Linked DNA regions of Mus musculus: regions 1, 3 and 4 are each linked to region 2. A link is a contact called in public HiChIP or PLAC-seq and promoter capture Hi-C data. All regions are on one chromosome and are shown on one strand. The core of a region is the stretch at or near the end of the contact, and the rest is flanking DNA. Distances in the headings are between cores, read along the strand shown.

Region 1 (5,302 bases), core at 2,087-4,586, 130 kb before region 2:
GTCCGGGGGCTTCCTCGATTCCCTGACCTCTCCTAAACACAGCAGCATTTTCGTGCCTCAGTTTCCTCGCTTCGTTAATGAGAAGGGTGGCCACTATCAAACAGGGAAGCTTGACACTAGCGAAGTGACCACGGAGGTGCAGAAAGGGAGTTTGAGGATGCAAGGGTTCTGCGTTTTGTTTTGTTTTGTTTTGTTTTCAGTTATCCAGTCAGTCTTCTGGTTTGCTGGGACTGTGCTCTGCGTGTGTGGAGGGGGATCGGGAAGGAGATAGTGAGCTGAGGACTACAGATTGGCAAAGGGCACTCCAAGACACAGGCCGCCAGAGGCCAGGAGGCCTGATGCAGGGGAAACAGGAAGCTGAGCCCAGGCTTCACGGCAGGGGGCGGTCCTCTGGAAGCCTGGCCAAGCTTAGACTTTCCCCAACCCGGGCCCCTTACCCTCCTCTCAATGGTGAATGTTGCCTTGGAGACTTATCCTGGTTCTAGGATAGCACTGGGCTCATCCTGGGGTGGGTGGGGTAGCGACTGGTTCTATCACGGGAAGAAAAAAAGGAAAGGTCAGACAGGTCAGTGTGAGCAGAGTCTTGGGGGACATCTAAGTAAATAAGACGGGGGGGGGGGTGTCACTTTCCCTGGGAGGCCTGATTCTGGAGGGTCTAACTTTAGTATAAAGATAGAACTTTACTACCTATTTTTTTTCACTTCAGTATCTTTTAATTACCCACCTATACAAATGATTTTAGATAAAGCACAGGCAAATAAAAATATGGAATGCCTTACAAATTTGCGTGACATCCTTCCGCAGGGGCCATGCTAATCTCTGTATCTTTCCAATTTTAGTGTGAGTGCTACTGAAGAGAGCTCTACTACTCGTGTGTGTGTGTGTGTGTGTGTGTGTGTGTGTGTGTGTTTGTGTATTTTGGTTTTTAGTGACAGGGTTTCTCTGTGTGGTTGAGGCTGTCCTGGAACTCACTCTGTAGACCAGGCTGGCCTCAAATTCAGAAATCCGACTACCTCTGCCTCCCAGGTGCTGGGATTACAGGCATGCGCCACCACTGCCCTGCCTACTACTTCTACCTTTTTTAAAAACAAAAACAAAACCAGGCATAGTGGTGCACACCTTTAATCCCAGCACTCAGGAGGCAGAGGCAGGCAGATTTCTGAGTTCGAGGCCAGCCTGGTCTACAAAGTAAGTTCCAGGACAGCCAGGGCTATACAGAGAAACCCTGTCTCGAAAAAACAAAAAACAAAAACAAAACAAAAAACAAAAAAACCTAAAATATGTCTGCCAATATCTAACCTCCACACTCTAAATTTCTCTACTATCGACTAGCTTTCTTTTCTTCTCAGTCTAACACACACACACACACACATATACAGACATATTTGAAGAAAATATTCTGGACTTGGAAAGACAGAGAGGAAAGACTGGGCTGGAAACTGAAAGAGGCAGGGAGGGCTGAGGTGAATTGATGCATGTTTGCTGGAACAGCAGTTAGTTAGTGGTTTCCTCTTGTGCTTCCTCTTCTGAGAGCTTTCTCCTCCCTGGGGCGCGGGGGGCGGGGGGGGGGGCTGGCTTATCTCTCTCCTCCCCAGGAAGGCAGAATATACTTGGTGTTTGGGCTTTTGAACTACAGCGTTGCAGACAGTTGTAGACTGACTCATGCGTGAGCCCCAGCTGAGTCCTAAGAATGTTCCCTCTATGCTGACCCTTGAGATCTGCACCAGAGCCTCTTCCCACTGATAAGAGAGATGGCTTCCATGAAGCCTTATTTCCCAGACACCTCCTTTTTTCCCTCTGGTCAGCAAGTGGCCAGCGGGCAATCTGCTCACAGTTAGATCGCTGGGAGAAACTTTAGATTCAAACAGGTTTGGCTGCCTCTCTTGGCTGTCTTTATGGCCGCAGCTGCTCTGATCATCACTATTGACTGTGGCTGCCTGAATTGCTACGCACACACAAATGCGTTATCTTGCCTTTATTTTCCAGGCTGCTCTGTCCTGGGATCACCCAGCAGTGCTCCTGGATTTGAAGCCAGGACTGCATTAAAAAAAAAAAAAATGTAGACTGCCATCTTATCTCTGAGCTCCCACTTCTTCTTTCTCCAGCTCTTCTTTTCTTCTGCTGCCTTCTCTTCCTGGGTCTGATCCCTTCCTCTTCTTGGTAAACCAGTCCCTAATCTCTTCATACCCCAGAATGGAAGGTGTGTCCCTCTCTGCCACTCCCCAGAGCTGTCACCAATAACCTCTTCCAGGTTTCCATAACTCCATTGCTCAATAATTTGCCAAGAGTAACCATTAACCCAGCCCTTAGACCTGCTCCCCTTTGGAGATGATTTTTCCAGTCGCTGATCAGCAGAGCCAGGTCACCTCATGCCATTTCTGAACCTCAGGCAGGATCTTAGTTTAGTGTAGCTAGGACAGTTTTTAAAAAATTATGTGGTGTGTGAGTGTGAGTGTGAGTGTGTGTGTACAAGCAGCACAGGTATGGAGGACAGAGGACAATCTGGGTACAAAATTGAAGGTACTTTTACCTGCTAAGCCAGCACTGAAGTTTTTGTTTGTTTGTTTATTGTTTTGTAAAGTATGGTTTTTTTTCTTTCCCTCAGAAACTCCTTCCTTCTCCTTCTTTCCCATCCAGATGGATCATCAGTCAGAGATACCCTGTGTCCTTAGGGGTGAGAGGACTGTAGTATGGTTGTATGTGTTCTAATTAGGTCTACTTTCAGAATTTAGTGTCTTTCAGATACTTATACTTCCTCTTCAGGGGTTCCAAAATAATCAAGCCCCGTGTTGCTCCTGTGGTTGGTGATCATCTCCTGCAATCAGGAAACAGGCAAAGTAGGTCTGAAACAGGAGTTAGTTCTTACTTCCACTTATTTATTTAAAACACTCATGTAGCGCTTACTTTGTTTGCTGGGCACTGTTCTGAGTTTTTTATAAATATTAACTTAGTGGGTACAAATATTAACGGAGTTGTTGCTGTTGGCACAGGTTGAATTAATGTTGCTTCTCTCCACTCTTCAGGAAGGAGGAAGACTGCCTCTGGCCCTTTAAGGTCGGCCTCCGGGCTCTGGCCTTCTCCACCGTGGCCCAGACCCTTTTTCCAGGCGGGGACCTTAGTTTAGGGCGGGCTCCGCCCAACATCAATCAAAGCTCTGCGACACGGCTGCTTAGCAACGGCAGAGGGCGGGAATTTTGAACACTCTAGCACCGCCCCCAATGCAAACGGACCAATCGACATCTAGCGTCCTCACCGCCTTCCCGTTGGATGGCTAAGCAGACCCTTTCAGCCACTAAGGGGGCGGGGCGAGCGCGCGCGGCCCACGCCTACAGGCTGCAGGCTTGCGGCGGTTGGTCAGGGAGGTGGATCGTCGCGGCTGAGGTGACGGAAAAGGCGGGAAAGTGCTGCGAATTGGCGGCTCCAGTGGGGTGGGGGTGGGGGAGGGGGTGGGGGTGGGTCAGGAGAGCGCGCTGCGGCTGTAAGGGCGTGGGTGGCGGGAGAGACTTGACGTGACAGCGCGCTCCGTCAGAGCTTCCAAAGCACGGCTTCGAGTGACAGGAATGAGGGTGGGACAGTAGCTCGGAGCTGCTCCCAACCTAAAGGGGCAGCCCCCGCGCCTGTCCCCTGAAAGCCCGCGCACCAGCCGCCTGCTGAATGCTGCTTTTGGACCTCCTTCCCCTCCCATGTCCTCAGAGTCGCCGAGCCCATGGCTTTCAGAGCGACCCCAGGCCGGACGCCGCCGGGACCCGGACCCAGATCCGGAATCCCCTCAGCCAGCTTCCCCAGCCCTCAGCCCCCAATGGCGGGGCCTGGAGGTATCGAGGAAGAGGACGAGGAGGAGCCCGCCGAGGTGTCCGCGGAGTTGGGAGGGCTGGGAGAGGCTGAGCCGACCCCGTTTCACGTTGACTAAACTCCCCATGAGTGCCTATCTCCGAGATTTGGTTAAATGATTAATAATAAGGGATGACCAATCCATGCCCTTCCGAGGGATTCAGATATCGATCCCCTTTCCTTCCTCGCGGGACAGATCCATCTGTGCGTGCTGTGGAGCTCGGGATACCTGGGCATTGCTTACTATGACACTAGTGACTCCACTATCCACTTCATGCCAGATGCCCCAGACCACGAGAGCCTAAAGCTTCTCCAGAGAGGTGCGACAGAGCCCTGCATTCCTCTCCTCTGGGGTGGGACGTGTGTTCACTCATACATCCTCATGTAGTTTATAGTCACCTGATTTAGGAATTACTTATTCAACACAACTTTATTAGGTACCTACTGTATGTGAAATGCTACAGATTTTGTCCCTGGCAAACCATGATTTTAGTGATAGTTTCCAGGACACTCTTGTTCCTTCCCACCGTGCCTTTACTAAGTCTCCTCCACTGCGCTCCCAGTGTGCAGACCATCCCTTACAGACATAAAATAACTTTAGTTTGGTTTTGGTTTTTTTTTGAGACAGGGTCTCACTATGTACTATGTGGCTCTGGTTTATCCTGAAACCTATTGTGTAGATCAGGCAGATTTTGATTTCATGGAGATTCCCCTGCCTCCCAAGGGCTGGGGTCAAAGGCATGTGTCACCATGCCTGGCTAAGATGATAAATTCTTGAGGAGAACAGACAGTGGCAGGAAGAGAGCCACCACTTTCCTCTTAGTCACAGTGGAGATATCCTTCGACTCATCAGGCACCTTCCTTCTCTCTTCAAGTTCTGGATGAAATCAACCCCCAGTCTGTTGTCACAAGTGCCAAACAGGATGAGGCTATGACTCGATTTCTAGGGAAGCTTGGTAAGGATTGCATAGAGAAGGGGAAATGGAAATAGACTACTAAATCTTTGGCTGGGAGGGAGCATGGGACAATGACAGGCCTGAACTGTACAAGACTGTGGCCTCTTGCCTCCACAGCCTCCGAGGAGCACAGAGAGCCAAAGGGACCTGAAATCATACTTCTGCCAAGCGTGGATTTTGGTAGCTCCTTCCTTTTATGTTACCAGCCCCCATCCCAGGGCCTCTGTCCTTTCTCTGAAAGGAGCTCCTATTATCAGAAACCTTGCCTCATGTACTCTTATCTGGAAGCTGCTTCCCACACCCCATCATGAGTCTCCCCGAGATCTCTCCTGCACCTTTACTATCTTTAGTACAACTTACTGAGAAACTATGGGGTTAGGTATGTGAGGAATGGGGGAGTGGAAGAAAATGGAGAGATGATACTCTTAAAAACAGTTTTGAACGTTGGAGCCAAAGTCCTTTGTTGCATTAAAAAGGAAACGGCACTGTTTCTGGGAACCATGGTCCATAAGGCA
Region 2 (4,747 bases), core at 923-3,422:
GGAGTAGAGAATAAGGCATTGAGGGTCTCTTCCCCCACATCCAGTCGCTCTCAGACACTCAATGGTCCCAGGCGCCTGTCTAGCTCACTAACAGGACTGGACCTGGATTAGCAGTATCCTGGTCAGAGAGCAGCCCCATGGTTGCCAGCTTGTGACTGCTACTGGGCAACAGCTGGGAGGTGGGGCCTTTATTTTTGGCAATCTTAGATATCAAATCTATGGTTTCTTACATGGGAGGCAAGTGCTCTGCCACTAAACTGTAACCACAGCCAACTATTTTATTTATTTATTTACTTTTTTTTTTTTTTTTTGGAGACAGGGTTTCTTTGTAAAGTTTTAGCTTCTTGGAACTATCTCTGTAGCCCAGGCTGGCCTTGAACTCACAGAGATCTGCCTGGCTCTGTCTCCCAGGTGTTGGGATTAAAGGCATGTGTCTCCAGGCCGCAGCCATTTGTTTTAAATTTTACTTTGTATTTCAGACAAGATCTTGCTGAGTTCTCCAAGCTGGACTTAAACTTGCTTCAGCCTCCTGACTGGTTTTTAGAATAAGCTTCTGAAAGTGGTTCTTAAAGGGACTCAAGGCTTCTGAGTAGTGTGTAACCCAGGTTCTGGGACTCCCTCTTAGTGGCTCGCAGACCCCAGTCCTATCTCTGTCCTCCAGCCTGTTCCAAGTCATCTCTGGACTATCCAGTCTGGGAGCCCCTCAGGGGACCATCATCACTTATCTCAGCCCTCTGGCCCAAGGATATGACAAAGAAAGGATAGTAAAGCTATGAAACCCTGCAGGGCAATGGGAGCTCCGAAGACCGCCCCACCACCACCACCCCACTCCGGCTACCGCACGGCTCTGGGTGGCCAGCCAGATTGACACCTGAGCCGGCTGCTGTGGTTGTGGCCTTGTGGCCACGTCCTGTTCCTGGTCCTCCTTGAGTACACAGGGGAGGGGGCGGGGCAGGGCGGGGCCAGGCTGCCAGGGTCCTGGTGGGCACTGAGGGACAGCTGAGGGGTGGGCTAGCCTGGGGCAGGTATCTTCTTTTGTGGGCATTTTGGACTCTGTCCCACCCGGGCTCACAGACACAGGGTCAATGATTGACCCAAGGCTGTTCCAGGAAGTTTTCTGTGCTCTGGCTATTACTCGGTCTTCTAGGGGACACCAGCCCCACCTAGAGGAGGCCCAACCCTCAGCCCTCTCTCTTCCCCGTCCAGTCTCAGGATCTGGGGGAAAGATTTCCAGCCCTTTACTTCAGCAGTTCTGGAAACAGGCCTCCCCTGTTTCCCCTCAGACCTCCCCTTCCACACAGCCCTGGCCCCGATTACTTAAAGTGCTCTAGATACACCAACATACACACTTCTTCCCAACTGAAACCTGAAGGCAGGTGTCAGTTGTCTCTCCACCTTAGGCCCCACTCCTCACAGGGGTCCTTGCAGGCAGACCCTAGCATCTCGGGGTCCCACCCCAAATTCTCACAAGAATTCCTTTAGTCCACGGTACCTGCCCCCCCCCCTCTGGGACTCTAGCATGCAGACCCCAGCAGCTCAGGGTCCCAGGCCCTCCATTTCACAGGAATCCTAGCAGGCTGACTGCAGAAGTTTGGGGTTCCAGCCCCCTACTCCTCAAAGGACTTTATTAGTTCAGAGGCCCATCTCCCCAACTCTTCACACAGATCCCAACAGGAGTCTCAGCTCCTGCCTCTTCACAGGGTGTGGGTTGACAGACACCCCCCCCCCCAGCAACCACAGCGCAGGACACTGCTGGACTCTAAGTCCAGAGCATCGGGACCCTAACCTGCCTCCTAACCACACAGGCTTTGTTTGCTAGGGCTCTGCCCTCAGGGACCTACAGCCCAGGCCTGACCTCCCCACTCCGCTGGCCACACAGGGACGCCAGCCCCAACTCCTGCTCATCCAGGTTCCATTTAGTATGCAAGATCTTTCTGGCGGCTCAGACCATCCTTCCAGGACCTGATTCTGTCTCTTTTCCTTGACTCCTGTTTTCCTGTAGCCGCTCCTCAGAGACCCAGGACTCCAGTTCCTCTGTCAGGATCCAACCTCAGCTGCCATGGCTGCAGAGCCCGGCCACCTCTCTCCAGAGCCCGGGCCTCTGCCCCTAGCCTTACCGTGAGCCTCGTTCTCATTCTGCTTTCTCCCCATGGCTCAGTCTCCGGAGTGATTGGAGCCACGGAGACCTAGCCGCTCACCTGCCGCCCGCCCCGCCCTCCCTCCCAGACGTCACAGCCCCGCCCCTGCCTGTGGTCCTCTACAGTTCCTTTTTCAGATCTCAACTCTTGACCAGCCCAGGGGTACCAGGGCTCAGAACTGGGTCCCAGGAGCTGCTTACCGGGTCTGCTACGGACCGCAGCAGGAAGAAACCGGAGCACTTTGATAAGGAAACACTGCATAATTGTTTAGAGTACTTCAACTGTGGCACACCCAAACCTCTAGGTTGTGATTTGCTTTTCCTTAAACCCCTGTGGCCAGTGGGTGCCCCACAGCTGTTCTCTTCCACCCCACAGCCACAGCTTGCTTCCTACCCAACTGTCCCCTCAGCCCCATAGTCCTCATCGTCCTGAAACAATCACCAGACAGTTTATTACCAAACCCAACATTTATTGAGAACACAGAAAATCAGCTGGCAGAGGCCCAACTTCAATCAGCTAACTGAGGCCAGGCTCAGTGGGGAAGGCCAGCCCTGAAGTCACTTGCACTCCCAGTGAGAAACCAGCTCTGGGAGAGGGGCCATCGACCTTCCAGGCCTTACTGGGGTCTCTGATGGAGAAATGTCTGAAGGGCAGTGCCCGGCCTGGATTTTAAGAGTCCTCAGGTGTTGATGGGGGGCAGGGAGCTGAGGTCAGGGAGCAGCTCCGGGTGGGGGTCCAGCCGGGCCAGGCGGCTCTGCTCCAGGGCGATGGCCTCCGCTGAATGCTTGCACTTCTCAGAGCCACACTGGCAGGTGAAATACTTGCTCTTGATGTCCCAGAATCGGTCACCGTAGTCAAAGCTGGCAGAGGAAACACAGGAGCTCTTGGCCCTTGGATCTAGACACTTCAAACCCATCTCATAGAGCCCAGGAGCCCTCTTGAGGGATCCACCTTCTTCCACCCAACCACTCCTGCAGATGGACTCCAGGTCCTTGTTGGCTCTGTTGACTCACACTCCCAGAGAACTGTCATAAATGCAGGCTTCTAGCCTTCCTGCCTTGTGACCAGACTCTCCCGAGGCTCTGCGGGAAGTGGGATGCAGCCTGCCCAGGGCCTAGTATACTCAACCATCCAGCCAACCCACACTAGCCCCCATCCCCCTTCTTGTTTTTTGCTTAAGATAGGGTCTCTCTACATAGGCCTGGCTGTCCTGAACTCTGTAGTTAGCCCAGGCTGGCCTTGAATTTGTAGGTACTTCTGCTTCAAGCTCTTTCAAACACTAGCATGACAGGCATGTGATACCAGGGCAACCTGGACTTCTCTTGTTTTGTTTTGACACAGGGTCTCACTCTGTAGCCCAGACTCTTTGTGATCCTCCTGCCTCAGCCTCCTGAGTGCTGTGATCATGAATGTATGTTCCTACTCCTGCCTTACACAGTTTTAACAAGCCTTCCAAGGGACACCTAAGAACACCAAAGGAAGCCGGGTATGGTAGCACACACCTTTAATCCCAGCACTTGGGAGGCAGAGGCAGGCAGATTTCTGAGTTCGAGGCCAGCCTGGTCTACAGAGTGAGTTCCAGGACAGCCAGGACTACACAGAGAAACCCTGTCCCGAAAAACCGGGAAAAAAAAAAAAAAAAAAAAAAGAACACCAAAGGCTGGTCAGTGCCCTCAGGCTGGCTCCTCACCCCAGCTCCTCCCCAGTCCGGATGTCCCTGGAGCTGAAGAAGGCAATGCGTGGGAACCGTAGATCTTGGTGCAGCATGAAAACCCGGACAGGGATGATGTTGGGGTCACACAGGTGGTTAATGAATCGGCTGATGTTGCCATAGTAACGGGCATCAATGCAGTAAACCTCGCCATCCTGGGGGTGGAGACACAGTGTTCTTAATATCCACTTCTATCCACTTGCCTGGCTAGTGTTCCTGCAGTGACACCCAGTCCCTCCACCCAGGCTTCCAGTCCCAGATGTTACAGGTGGCTGCACAAAGCAGCCTTTGGTAGTTGAGGGCAGAGGTGCTGCATCCCACCTTGTTATCTAAATCGAAGAGGTAAGAATCATCCTCTCTCACATCAGCCTCGGCATCAGAGATCAGCTCTCCTACATACCTGTTGGACGGAAACTTCAGTTCTGCATGAACAGTGAGCAGGGCTCCCGGCCCCACCTTCCCACTCAGTTCTCAGAGCCCAGGGGAGAGATGCAGGACATGGTCCAGCCACTAGGGGTCGCTGTGCAGCTGTAGACAGGCAGGTGGGAGGCTCTGTACAGGTGGAGCCTGCAAGACCTGAGCAGGCATGGTGGGAGATGACGTGTGTGTGTGTGTGTGTGTGTGTGTGTGTGTGTGTGAGCCTGTGTTCTGGGGATTAGCATCCCTGGTGGCTGGCTGGGTGGAAAGTTGCCAGGCTTAGACATTAGGAGGTGTGTGCACCAGGAACTATCAAACAGGTGGTAGGCTCTGCGCAGCTACATCAGTCATGAGGTCGCCCCATGTGGCTGGAAGAGGAATTGCCCAAGAGAAGTGGGTGTCTGAGAAGTTGAGGGAACAGAGAAACTGGGAGGTCCTCGGAGCAGGTGAAGGGGCTTCTCTGCTCTAAAGGCCACAGAGA
Region 3 (5,364 bases), core at 857-3,356, 170 kb after region 2:
GCCAATGAGCTCCAGGTTCAGTGAGAGTCGCTATCACAAATATAAGGTCCAGCTAAGTGTGATGTTGCACACCTTTAATCGCAGCACTCGGGAGGCAGAGGCAGGTGGATCTCAGAGTTTGAGGTCAGCCTGGTCTACAGAGCAAGGTCCAGGACAGCCAGGCTACACAGAGAAACACTGCCTCAAAAAATAAAAGGGAAATAAATATCCCAATGTTTAAGAGCAATGGCTGCTCTTCTAGAGGACCCAAGCTTAATTCCTAGCACCCACAAAATGGCCCTGAATAGTCTATAACTCCAGTTTCAGGGGATCCTGTACCCTCTCTGGCCACCACAGATACTGCATGCATGTGCTAAACATGTAGTCAAAGCACGAATACACATAAAAAGTGTCTTTTTAGAAGTCAACAGTTATTGCACATGCTTAATGTAAACCTGTAGCCTCTACATGCTTGTGTACCTGCCCAGACAGTATATGACACCCACACCCACACCCACACCCACACCCACACCCACCCCACCCCACTTCACACCCAGGCAGCAGTAGTGGACCCAACAGGGTAAGTGGGTCCCTGCTTGGGTTGCCTGTGTTTCTGGAAGCTCAAGGTCCATGCATCAGCAGTAGGGGAAGGGAGGGTTCTCAGCCCAGGCTGCATCATCATGGCCGCCTACCACCTGCAGGCACCTGGTGAACGCTGGGGTCCTCACTGTCCGAGATGCTGGAAGCTGGTGGCTGGCTGTGCCTGGAGCTGGGAGATTCATCGAGTGCTTTGTTAAAGGTATGGTGCCTGAGGAGCAACACCCATGGGGGGTCTTTAGGTCTCCAAATTTGACTCACTTCTTCCTTTTCCTGGACCTTCTCCTCCAGGGCGCCAGGCTGTACTGAGCATGGTGTGGAAGGCCAAGTACTGGGAGCTTGCCCTGTCAGAGCTCCTGGGCCGCAGGGCCCCTTTGGCAGTGCGGCTAGGTCTTGCCTACCATGTGCACGACCTCATTGGAGCCCAGCTGGTGGACTGGTGAGTCTAGTCCTGAGACTTGGGAAACGTGCAGGGACCCAGGGTTGGTGTCCCCCTAAGTGTTGCTTCTGTCATCAGTGAAGCCAAGATTCTCTCATTCCCGGACTCGGGAGAAGACTGAACTAAATTCTGGATTTGCACACTTTGGGTCTAGGCAGCTGGCTCCAGTCTTGTCTTTCTGTTACACAGTGTCCCCACCACTTCTGGAACCCTCCTTCGCCTGCCAGATACATGAGGAGCCAATGCTTGGATTCTGCAACTCACTGAGTGAGGTTCCTGGAAGTGCCACTCCAGGGTGGCTGAGCAAGTCACCGCAGTGGGTGCCAGGCTCTACTGCTGCAAGCTGGGCTTCTACCTGAGCCGGGCTGTGGGCATTGCAGCTCTTGCTTCTGTGCGTGTGGAGTCAGGAGCCGTGCCAAGGGGATGAGAAGGTGGGATTGCTAGAGACACTGGAGCAGGGAGTAGAAAACTCTGCCCTTCACGTCAGGCTGAAATTGCCAAATAAAATACTCGTGCCTGCACTTCTTTCTGTGTCCTTTGTTCAGTGTGGTGTATGTACGGCTGTGTGAAGCCCAACTTGGGGCTGAGCATTTCATCATTGTTTAGAGAGAGAACAAGGCTTACTCAGGCCAATTTCCCTGTCTGGGGTGAGAGTGTACCTCATCTTCTGAGCTATAGGCTTTCTGTTAGAGCCATACCAAGCAGAAGGCTGCCTTGAATATGAGGCCATCGACTGGGGAACCCATTCTAGTTTTGTTAGGACCTTTACCTGTCTTATCTATGTGTCATGTTGGAGCTGAATACACGCACACATGGGCAAGCACATGTATTCGTACACACACACACACACCCACACGCACATGCACAGGGACACGCACACGCACACAAACACACACACAAGGGGAAGTCCCTGGTACTGGGAATAAACAAGCACCAGATCAATTTTGGGGCCAAGATTTCTACAGAGACCCTGGTGTTTGGGTTGCCTCCCCAGCTCTGGGCCTAGGGCCAGTTCTGTTTCTTGGCCATCACGTGGTTTCCCGGCTCATGGGGCAAAGGGAGGGGCAAGGTCCAGATCAAACTCTGCCCCAACCCTAGGTTGATCAGAAGGGAGCAGACAGTCAGACCAGACAGGTCTGACCTTTCCTGAATCCTCCAGCCATGCGGCTCCTCTGGGGGCTGGCCTGGGTGTTCAGCTTCTGTGCCTCATCCCTGCAGAAGCCCAGGTCCCGGGGAAGACACTGGCGTTTGTGTGGGCCAGGGGTGAGGGAGAGCGGGGTGGTGGGGTTCGGCTGGGTCTGAAGATGTACCTCACTGTTCTCCTAGGTTGCTCCTGTTTTCCCCTTCTGTGGTTAATTTGGGGACCCCCCTGTCGGTGGGGGTACAGCTCCTGGATGCCCCTCCAGGACAGGAGGTAAAAGGATCAGTGTTCCTCAGAAACCCAAAGGGTGGTTCCTGCTCCCCAAAGAAGGACTTTAAGCTGAGCTCGGGAGATGACTTTGTGCTGCTCAGCCTTGAGGTAACCAGTACCAGCACCCCTGCTGTTTCTCAGGTCTCTCTGCTGCACCCCATTGTCTGCTTATTTAGCAGCAGACAGGAGCTTGTTATGTGACATAGGCTGGCTTTGAACTCACAGCTGTCCTCTTGCCTCAGCCCCCAAAGTGCTAAGATTTACAAGTACACCTGGTTTGCCTGTTGCCTTTTGTTTTATTGTTTAGTTTTGCTTTTGAGATGGGATTTCAGGGTGTAACCTAGATTGGTTGAAATTGCTCAGTGACCCTACTGTGGGCCTCTCAAGTGTTGGGATTACAGCCGGGAGCCATTGTGCCTGGCACTTCTGTTGCCTTTTCCTTCCCATCCCCCTCAATGACTTCCTGCCTCTCTCTCCTCTGGCACAATGGCCTTGCTGTCCCTACCTTAGGCTCTGTATTGGGTTCCTTTTGCTCTGTCTGATAGTCTCCTTCTGTCTTGATAGGTCCCACTGGAAGATGTGAGGAGCTGTGGCCTCTTTGACCTGCGCAGAGCCCCCCACATCCAGCTGGTAGCTCAGTCTCCGTGGCTAAGGAACACAGCTTTCAAAGCCACAGAGACTCAGGGTGTCAACTTGCTCTTCTCTTCCCGACGAGGCCACATCTTTGTGCAGACCGATCAGCCTATCTATAATCCGGGGCAGCGGGGTGAGCCTCCAGCCCCAGGGCCTTTGCTCTGTCTCTCCCAGGCTGCTCAGGGCATGTTTGGTGCCTTCTATGTAAGGCAACTCCACAGATAGAGCCACCCTAGGGGCTTGATTAGCAGTTAAGTCCCCGTTGTCTCCCTGCAGCAGTTCCATTCGGTTTGCTCAGGACTCTTACCTCTCACCCCCACCTTCCCTCATCCTTCTCTTAGTTCGTTATCGGGTCTTTGCACTGGATCAAAAGATGCGCCCATCCACTGATTTCCTCACCATCACAGTGGAGGTGAGTGTCTGACCTCTGACCCTCCCAACACTGTGCACTGATGTGACCTCCCACTTGACCACATCGACTCCCCTCACAGAACTCCCATGGCCTCCGTGTACTCAAGAAGGAGATATTTACTTCCACATCCATCTTCCAAGATGCCTTCACCATTCCAGACATCTCAGAGTGAGCTCTCCCACCTTAGGGTTTCCCTTTATCTGTACCACCCCAAGGCCTGCTTCCCTTGGCACTGTCCACCACCTCTGACAGACAGAGGCACGTTCCAGATGTTCTGACCCTGCCCCTCCCAGATCTCTGGTCATACCACAGCTTTCTTCTGGAGGAATCAGGCCATAGCTGTCTGTGGGTAGCCTGGACTCACTCACACTAAAGTTGTCTATGGGTGGGTAGCCTGGACTCACTCAGGCCATGGCTGTCTGTCGGTGGGTAGCTCAACTCCCTCCCTTGTCCATTTTCAGGCCTGGGACCTGGAAGATCTCAGCTAGGTTCTCAGATGGACTGGAGTCCAATAGGAGCACCCACTTTGAAGTGAAGAAGTATGGTGAGTGCTGAAGTATGGGGTACAGGAGGGTGAGGTGGGCAGCCTGAGGGGAGGACCCTGTCTCTAGTACCTGGCCACCCATCTCTTCACCCTTATTCAGTCCTTCCCAACTTCGAGGTGAAGATTACTCCTTGGAAGCCATATATCCTGATGGTGCCCAGCAACAGTGATGAAATCCAATTAGACATCCAGGCCAGGTACCCACCCTCCTGCCCTGCCTCACTCCTCCATCTTTGCAAAGCCCAGCTTCCTTGCACCCTTGGCTTTTCTTTTTCTTGATCTATTATTTGAGATTTTTTGAGACAGAGTCTCACACCCACTGTATACTCACCGTGTAGTCCTGTCTGGCCTTGAACTTACTGAGCTCCATCTGCCTCTGCCTCTTGAGTGCTGGGATTAGAGATGTGCATGTGTGTGCCTATGTGTGCAGAGGAATGTGTGTGGGTACAACCTCTTGTGTCTTCCTTGGAGACACACACTCATTGCAGTGGAACTCACTGACTGGGCTAAGTTGGCTGGCCTGGCAGCCCTCAGAACCCCCACCTCCATGCTCCTAATGCTAGGATCACACAAGGAGGCTGTCACATCTCTGGGCATTTCTACAGGGATCCTGGGGCACCAAACTCAGGTCTTTGTGCTTTCTTGGCAACACTTTACCACCTGAGTTATTGCTCCAGCCCTCAGCTCTCCTCCTGTCTCCCCATGACAACAGGTACATCTATGGGAAGCCCGTGCAGGGCGTGGCATACACACGGTTTGCGCTCATGGATGAGCAAGGGAAGAGGACTTTCCTTCGGGGCCTAGAGACGCAGGCCAAGGTAGGGTAGCGTCAAGGGGGTGACAAGGGGAAGTGGGGACCTAGCATAACTCACAGCCTTTTCTCTTCTTCTTAGTTGGTGGAAGGCCGGACCCACATTTCCATCTCAAAGGACCAGTTCCAGGCTGCCCTGGATAAAATCAATATTGGGGTCAGAGACCTGGAGGGGCTGCGTCTCTATGCTGCTACAGCTGTCATCGAGTCTCCAGGTGGGTGGCTTCCCTCTGCTGGCACTTCAAGCCTTGCCCTTGAGAACACCCTCAGGGGCAGTTTAAAAATGCAAATGGCACCATCAGACAGCCTCTGGTCCTCACCATCCAGTACAGCTCCTGATGCCAACACAGACCCAGGTCCCCCCATCGCAGTCCTGTCCTTTCCTGTCTCCTTTTATCTGTTTCCAGTCACTCTCCTCTTGGTTCACCATCTGATAGGCCGTGCACACATGTGCAGATGAAGCAGTGCACAACCAGTTCTTGGTTCCCTTCCCTGGGTTCTGCCCTCTATGTCTCTGCTCTCTGTCTTGCAGGAGGAG
Region 4 (4,918 bases), core at 1,950-4,449, 210 kb after region 2:
TCAAACTGTTCCTCGGGGACTGTCCAGGAGAGGCTCAGGGAGTCAGGGGTGGCATCTGTCACAGTCAGCTCTCCCAGGTGTGGCTTCTTAGGAGGGGGCTCAGGAGTTGTGGTGGGCACCGCCTGTGTGGTCAGAGCTTCCTCCTCTGGAGCTGGAAACATACAGGAACAAGTTAAGTCTTTCTTGTCCTCAGTCTCCACATAAAGGACATTTATAAAAACAGAGTCTTGTGTGTGTGGCACCACAGGCTTTAACCACAGCACTAGGCAGTAGCGGGCTGATATTTGTGAGTTCAAAGCCAACCTGATCTGTGTAATGAGTTTCAGGCCAGTCAGGGCTACAAAATGTAGCTGTCCTGAGATGGCTCTCCCTGCAATCTCCCTCCTCACTAGGCTCTGGTCTTTGTCCCCATTCTGAAAGTGGACCTGCCCCAACTTAGCTGCCACCAGACTTGGAATGTTCCAGACTTTTGCTAAACCCCTCCTGGCTGCCTCATTCACCAGCCCGGAACCCTCTGGTGCGTGGGAGCACTCAGGCTGGATGGGAGCACTGAGGCTGGATGGGAGCACAGCACATCTCCCACACTTAGCCCTCCTGCCTTTAGACTACCTTCCTTCCTTGCCCCTTCTTGTCTTGCTCCACCTTGCAGCCCAAGATTTGCATATACCCATCTTTGATGCCAGATGCCAGCATTCAGCACAGAACCCAGGGCTTCCCAGGATATCCCGACTGTGTCGTAAGATCTCAGAGGCTGTCATACAAAATCTGGTTCTTTCTGGACCATGCTTTTATAGCCTGCTGCTCTCTGCACAAGTTTGGACTCACTTTTTCTAAAGCTGCTCCTGACCTCATGCCTATTAGACTTCAGTCTCACTAGTTCTCTGTGAGCAAGCTGGTTTTGGGTGACCCTTCTAGGTCCTTTCTTGTCCCTAGTCTTCCCTATCACAAGCTCATGTTTGGTGTGACTATAATAAACCCATTGCTCAGGAACTTGGCAGTCTCCCAGGCTCAAGGCTCATTAGATGCAGTCTGCACCTGGATCCATCACCTGTAACTTTGCTGATACACAGGATGGGTGTACAGTTAAGTAAAACTGTATCCCAGCACCTCCTTCACTGTTTCCATGGAGACAGAGCCTCTGTGAGGACTCCTGGGTCACATATTCCCAGGGAGTGCTAACATCTCTGTTGTCTGAAGCTGGGCTATTCAAGGCTCAGCTGTTCACTGGCCTCACAGTCAGGATCATCTGTCCCTCAGATGCTACTCATTAAATGACTGGTCTCTAAGGTGACAGGGCAGAAGCAGGGTCCCTTAAGAGGTGTGGCCTGGTAGACATTCCCCAGGTTGCTTAGGATGTGCCATTGAAAAGGACGGGGAGACTGAGATTCCTCTTTTTCTCCAGTCTGCTTTGAGGTGTTTGCTAATCCATGACAGGTTCTGAACGAGCAAGGCAGCCCATCAAAACCTGGGTGAAAGCAAAACTTCTCTCAGTTGATTATGTTCAGTACTATCACTAGAATGAGGCTGACAGAGTAGCTTGATAGGGATGCAGATAGACTCTAGGTGGACTGGTTACATCTGACCTGCTCTGTGGTGTGACCCAGGCACAAGGAAGTGCTTGCTAAGAACAAATGCTTCCAGGTAGCTGGTGACAAGGTGACAGCTTCTTAGTCCAGGCTGGATGTACCCATGATGGACAGAGCGGGGTTCAAGGCCCCAAATGGACCCATACAGGTACATTCTGAACTTGTGACTGGGGCTCCAGTTTCCCCACAGTCCTCCTGGCCTCCAGGTTGTACCTCTGAGGCCGCCCATCCCTAGCCTTGTAGAGTCAAAGTGGCCGTCCTGGGGAGTCTGGGGAGTAGTGATCCTGCCATTACTGGATCCTCCAGGAGTGGCTTCTCTGGGGATTCTGCACAGGGATCTCCTTCTCAGGGTCCTACGACTCGAGAGAATTGGGTCCCCAAAGTACACCCAGTAGCTAAAGTAGAAGGCTTGGGGACTCAGGTGGCCTCAAAGCAGCCATCTGGTCACTGGAGGCTGGAGAGGACTGAGTTATTCTTGCCGCCCCATCTGATAGTCAGACTGCCCATTTCCAGATCCTCAGGAGGCAACTGGAGCATGTGTGTCAGGAGCCAAAGCACTGCTCATTTCCTCTGACCCAATAGTCTCACTTCTGGGCATTTATCCTAAGAAAATTATTAAAAGTAGGGGAAAGTTACACCATGGAAGAATTCATAACAAGATTCTTCACGACAGTAAAATGTGTCAGGACCCAAATGACCCACAATGGATGATGACTGGTTTTCCTACAGGCCTTTCACCAAAAAGCATCAAATGACCATTAAAATGGTGATTAGTGAAGACTGTGTGGTCACAAGGTAAATGACTAGCATCCAACTGGCACCCAGAAAGTAAGAGACAACTGCTTGGGAGCACAGCCAGCTGCATGGGAGCACAGCCAGCTGCATGGGAGCACTCAGGCTGTATGGGATCACTTAGGCTGTGTGGGAGCATTCAGGCTGCAGACTTAATGTGCAGCCTGAGAGTGCAGAGCAGGAAGCTTGCTTACAGCTTACACCTCAGCTTCTGTGGGTTTGGTGGTGGTAGTGTGTGTGCCAGGAATGGTGCCCAAGGCCTCATGGGATAGATAAGCACTCACAGTTGCTAATGGTGGTTACTGCTCAAACGCTAGATTGAGCCTCTCACTCGCTGGTTTTCAAGCTTTGCATATCCTGTCATGTCCCTCACACCATGAAAATACAGGCTTGAAAAGAGACTATTGAATCATATCAGTAAGTGGGAGGGAGATGGGAACGGACAGTGAGGGAGGTGGGAAAATGGGCGAAGGACTTGGGGGAGGGGATATGGGAAAGCAGGAGATATGTGTCCCTTATGGACCACTCCTCTTGCCGTGAGTTGAGAATGGCCTTATGAGGAATGACAAGACTTAAAGAGACAGGATCCTGAGCCAAGGGTAAGAAGGAACAGTTTACCCCCAGTCGCAAACTCTAGCTACCCCATGCCCCACAAGCCTGCAGTCTGCTGAGAGCAAAGGCAGAAACAAGACCTGTCAAGCCAGGGACTGTGAGATATGACTCCTCTACCTAGACGGTCACAGGCACAGAGAGCCACAGGCTGCCTGCTCCGTGGCTGAGCAGCCTGACCTGCCCCACACAGTGATCTGCTCTTGACATCTCCGGTAAAGCAGGCTGTGTGACAATGACCCAGGGGCCCAAGTGCTCATTGTGATTTGTTCCCTCGCTGCTTAGGGACTGGCAAATTTAATTTTCTGAGAATTAGAAATGAACCGCGTTGCCAGGGTGACAGGAAGACAGATGGGGTGCTAAGGAAGAGACACTGCATTTTTCTGTTTTTCTGTGATTATAAAAGGAATGTGTAGAGGGGAAGGAGAAATGCTTGCCATGTTGGAACATTTGCACAGTGCAGAACAGACGAAACCAGAAAAAAAGGCAGCCCAGCAGTGCTCAGAACAACACCACATTCTGTTTCACAAAGCACTGCCGTGGGCGCTGTGGGCCGCACTCCCTTCCTCTGGCTCTCCACAATGTGATGCTTGCCGGCTGGTTGTGATTAGCACCCTTATAGGACTCTCGGCCTGTGGTCCCTCTTCTCTCCCTCCTCTTGCTTTTTACTTTTGGACTCTCACTTTCAGAGGTGCAGGCCCACTATAGTGGGGAGGAGGGTATGGTGGAGGGTGGGGAGGAGGGTGCAGTGGAACAGAGCAGCACACATCACAGCCGCGGCCAGGAGGAGAGAAAAGAAATCCAGGAGAGTCCAGGCCAAGAAACAGGTCCAAGAAAATGTCCCCAGTGAGTGCTTTCCCCACCAAGTGCCCACCCTACTTCCCATTAGCACCTAACAATGCCACAGAGCATGGGGCCATCAAGGTACTGAAGTGGTGTGTGAGTGTGCGTGAGAGTGTGTGTTTGTGTGTGTGTGAGACTGTGTGTGTGTACATGTGTGAGTTTGCATGCACATGTGTGACTGTGCATATGTGTGTACATATGTGTGAGTATGGGCATGGATGTGCATGTGTGTACATGTGTGTGATTATGTGTGCATGTGTGTCTGTGTTCACAACAGAGTGAGGCAAAGGCAGCTGTTGAACAAAGTCCAAGGCTGTGAAGGGGAATTCAATCTTAGCCTTGTGGGATAGGGAAAACAACCGAGAAGGTGACCACACACCCCTGAGGAAGGAGATACTCTATAGCCCCACTTCACACTCACCTGTCACACCTATGGTGGACACAGGGCCCACACGACGCCCCTCATGGAGCCCATACAGGTTCATCTTGTACTTGCGCCCAGGATCCAGGTCTCTCACGATGACCTCCCTCTCCTGGCCCCTGACACGTATCACCTGGGGCCTCCCATCACTGTCCTTGTACTGGACAGTGAAGGAGTCAAAGTCTCCCTTGGGAATGGTCCAGGAGAGGCTCAGGGAGTCTGGGGACGATCCTGTCACTGTCAGCTCTCCTAGGCGTGGCTCCTCTGTGGGCTCTGGGGCCTCTGTGGGCTCTGGGGCCTCTGTCCTGGGCTCTGTGGGGCTAGGAGGCTCTTCCTCTGCAGCTGAGAAGGAGACAGAGAAGTGAGCAGGGGGTGCTGGAGAGACAGCTCAGTCATTAAGAGCACTGACTTGCTCTTCCAGAGGTCTTGAGTTCAATTCCCAGCAACCACATGGTGGCTCACAACCATCTGTAATGGGATCTGATGCCCTCTTCTGGTGTGTCTGAAGACAGTGACAGTGCACTCATAAATAAAGCAAATCTTAAATTTAAAAAAAAAAAAAAGGAAGAAGAAGAAGAAGAAGTGAGCAGGGTTCTTTGTCCTCAGGTCTTGGGAAGGAGGCAGAAACCATAGCTACCAGGGGACTTGGATTCTACCAGCACAATAA

The links. Promoter capture Hi-C pulls out the DNA fragments that hold promoters and counts their contacts. HiChIP or PLAC-seq counts read pairs in DNA pulled down with a chosen protein or histone mark.
Region 1: a FOXA1 HiChIP or PLAC-seq map of pancreatic cancer cells shows a contact between it and region 2. The contact joins the promoter of Msh5 here to the promoter of Slc44a4 in region 2. A contact is called at or near these places in 12 of 39 promoter capture datasets (the 3T3-L1 cell line, the HPC-7 cell line, the SN4741 cell line and 7 more), 5 of 115 datasets of contacts at active chromatin or transcription factors (bone marrow-derived macrophages, embryonic stem cells, extraembryonic endoderm stem cells and 1 more) and 3 of 9 other capture datasets (adipose tissue, liver and pancreatic islet).
Region 3: a contact with region 2 is called in a promoter capture Hi-C map of liver, with 2.4 times the contacts expected there. The contact joins the promoter of C4b here to the promoter of Slc44a4 in region 2. A contact is called at or near these places in 2 of 39 promoter capture datasets (the SN4741 cell line and liver).
Region 4: a contact with region 2 is called in a promoter capture Hi-C map of liver, with 2.4 times the contacts expected there. The contact joins the enhancer-like site here to the promoter of Slc44a4 in region 2. A contact is called at or near these places in 4 of 39 promoter capture datasets (the 3T3-L1 cell line, cranial neural crest and liver), 1 of 15 datasets of contacts at CTCF or cohesin (large pre-B cells), 1 of 484 Hi-C or Micro-C datasets (embryonic stem cells) and 1 of 115 datasets of contacts at active chromatin or transcription factors (bone marrow-derived dendritic cells).

Annotation. Positions count from the first base shown.
Region 1 is chr17:35,044,779-35,050,080 of GRCm38.p6, reverse strand. It overlaps Msh5 (mutS homolog 5), which reads left to right and starts at 3,336. Exons shown (of 25, transcript NM_001146215.2): 1 at 3,336-3,381; 2 at 3,694-3,850; 3 at 4,028-4,151; 4 at 4,707-4,787; 5 at 4,905-4,967. The coding sequence starts at 3,707. It overlaps Gm23421 (a small nuclear RNA gene), which reads right to left and starts at 863; the gene lies at 760-863.
Region 2 is chr17:34,911,891-34,916,637 of GRCm38.p6, reverse strand. It overlaps Slc44a4 (solute carrier family 44, member 4), which reads right to left and starts at 2,172. Exons shown (of 21, transcript NM_023557.3): 1 at 2,118-2,172. The coding sequence starts at 2,151. It overlaps Ehmt2 (euchromatic histone lysine N-methyltransferase 2), which reads right to left. Exons shown (of 27, transcript NM_145830.3): 25 at 4,171-4,249; 26 at 3,829-4,004; 27 at 2,565-2,998. The coding sequence ends at 2,818.
Region 3 is chr17:34,740,639-34,746,002 of GRCm38.p6, reverse strand. C4b (complement component 4B (Chido blood group)) reads left to right here and starts at 2,106. Exons shown (of 41, transcript NM_009780.2): 1 at 2,106-2,241; 2 at 2,342-2,534; 3 at 2,991-3,192; 4 at 3,401-3,471; 5 at 3,551-3,639; 6 at 3,933-4,015; 7 at 4,116-4,212; 8 at 4,728-4,833; 9 at 4,909-5,041; 10 at 5,359-5,364. The coding sequence starts at 2,177. It also overlaps the pseudogene Stk19-ps1.
Region 4 is chr17:34,698,547-34,703,464 of GRCm38.p6, reverse strand. All of the region lies in intron 16 of Tnxb (tenascin XB), which reads right to left. Among named protein-coding and RNA genes, the nearest start is that of Gm24389, 13 kb to the right of the region's middle. Within about 2 kb of position 3,199, at least 67 of the 459 cell types and tissues checked have an H3K27ac peak or open chromatin away from gene starts, as enhancers often do.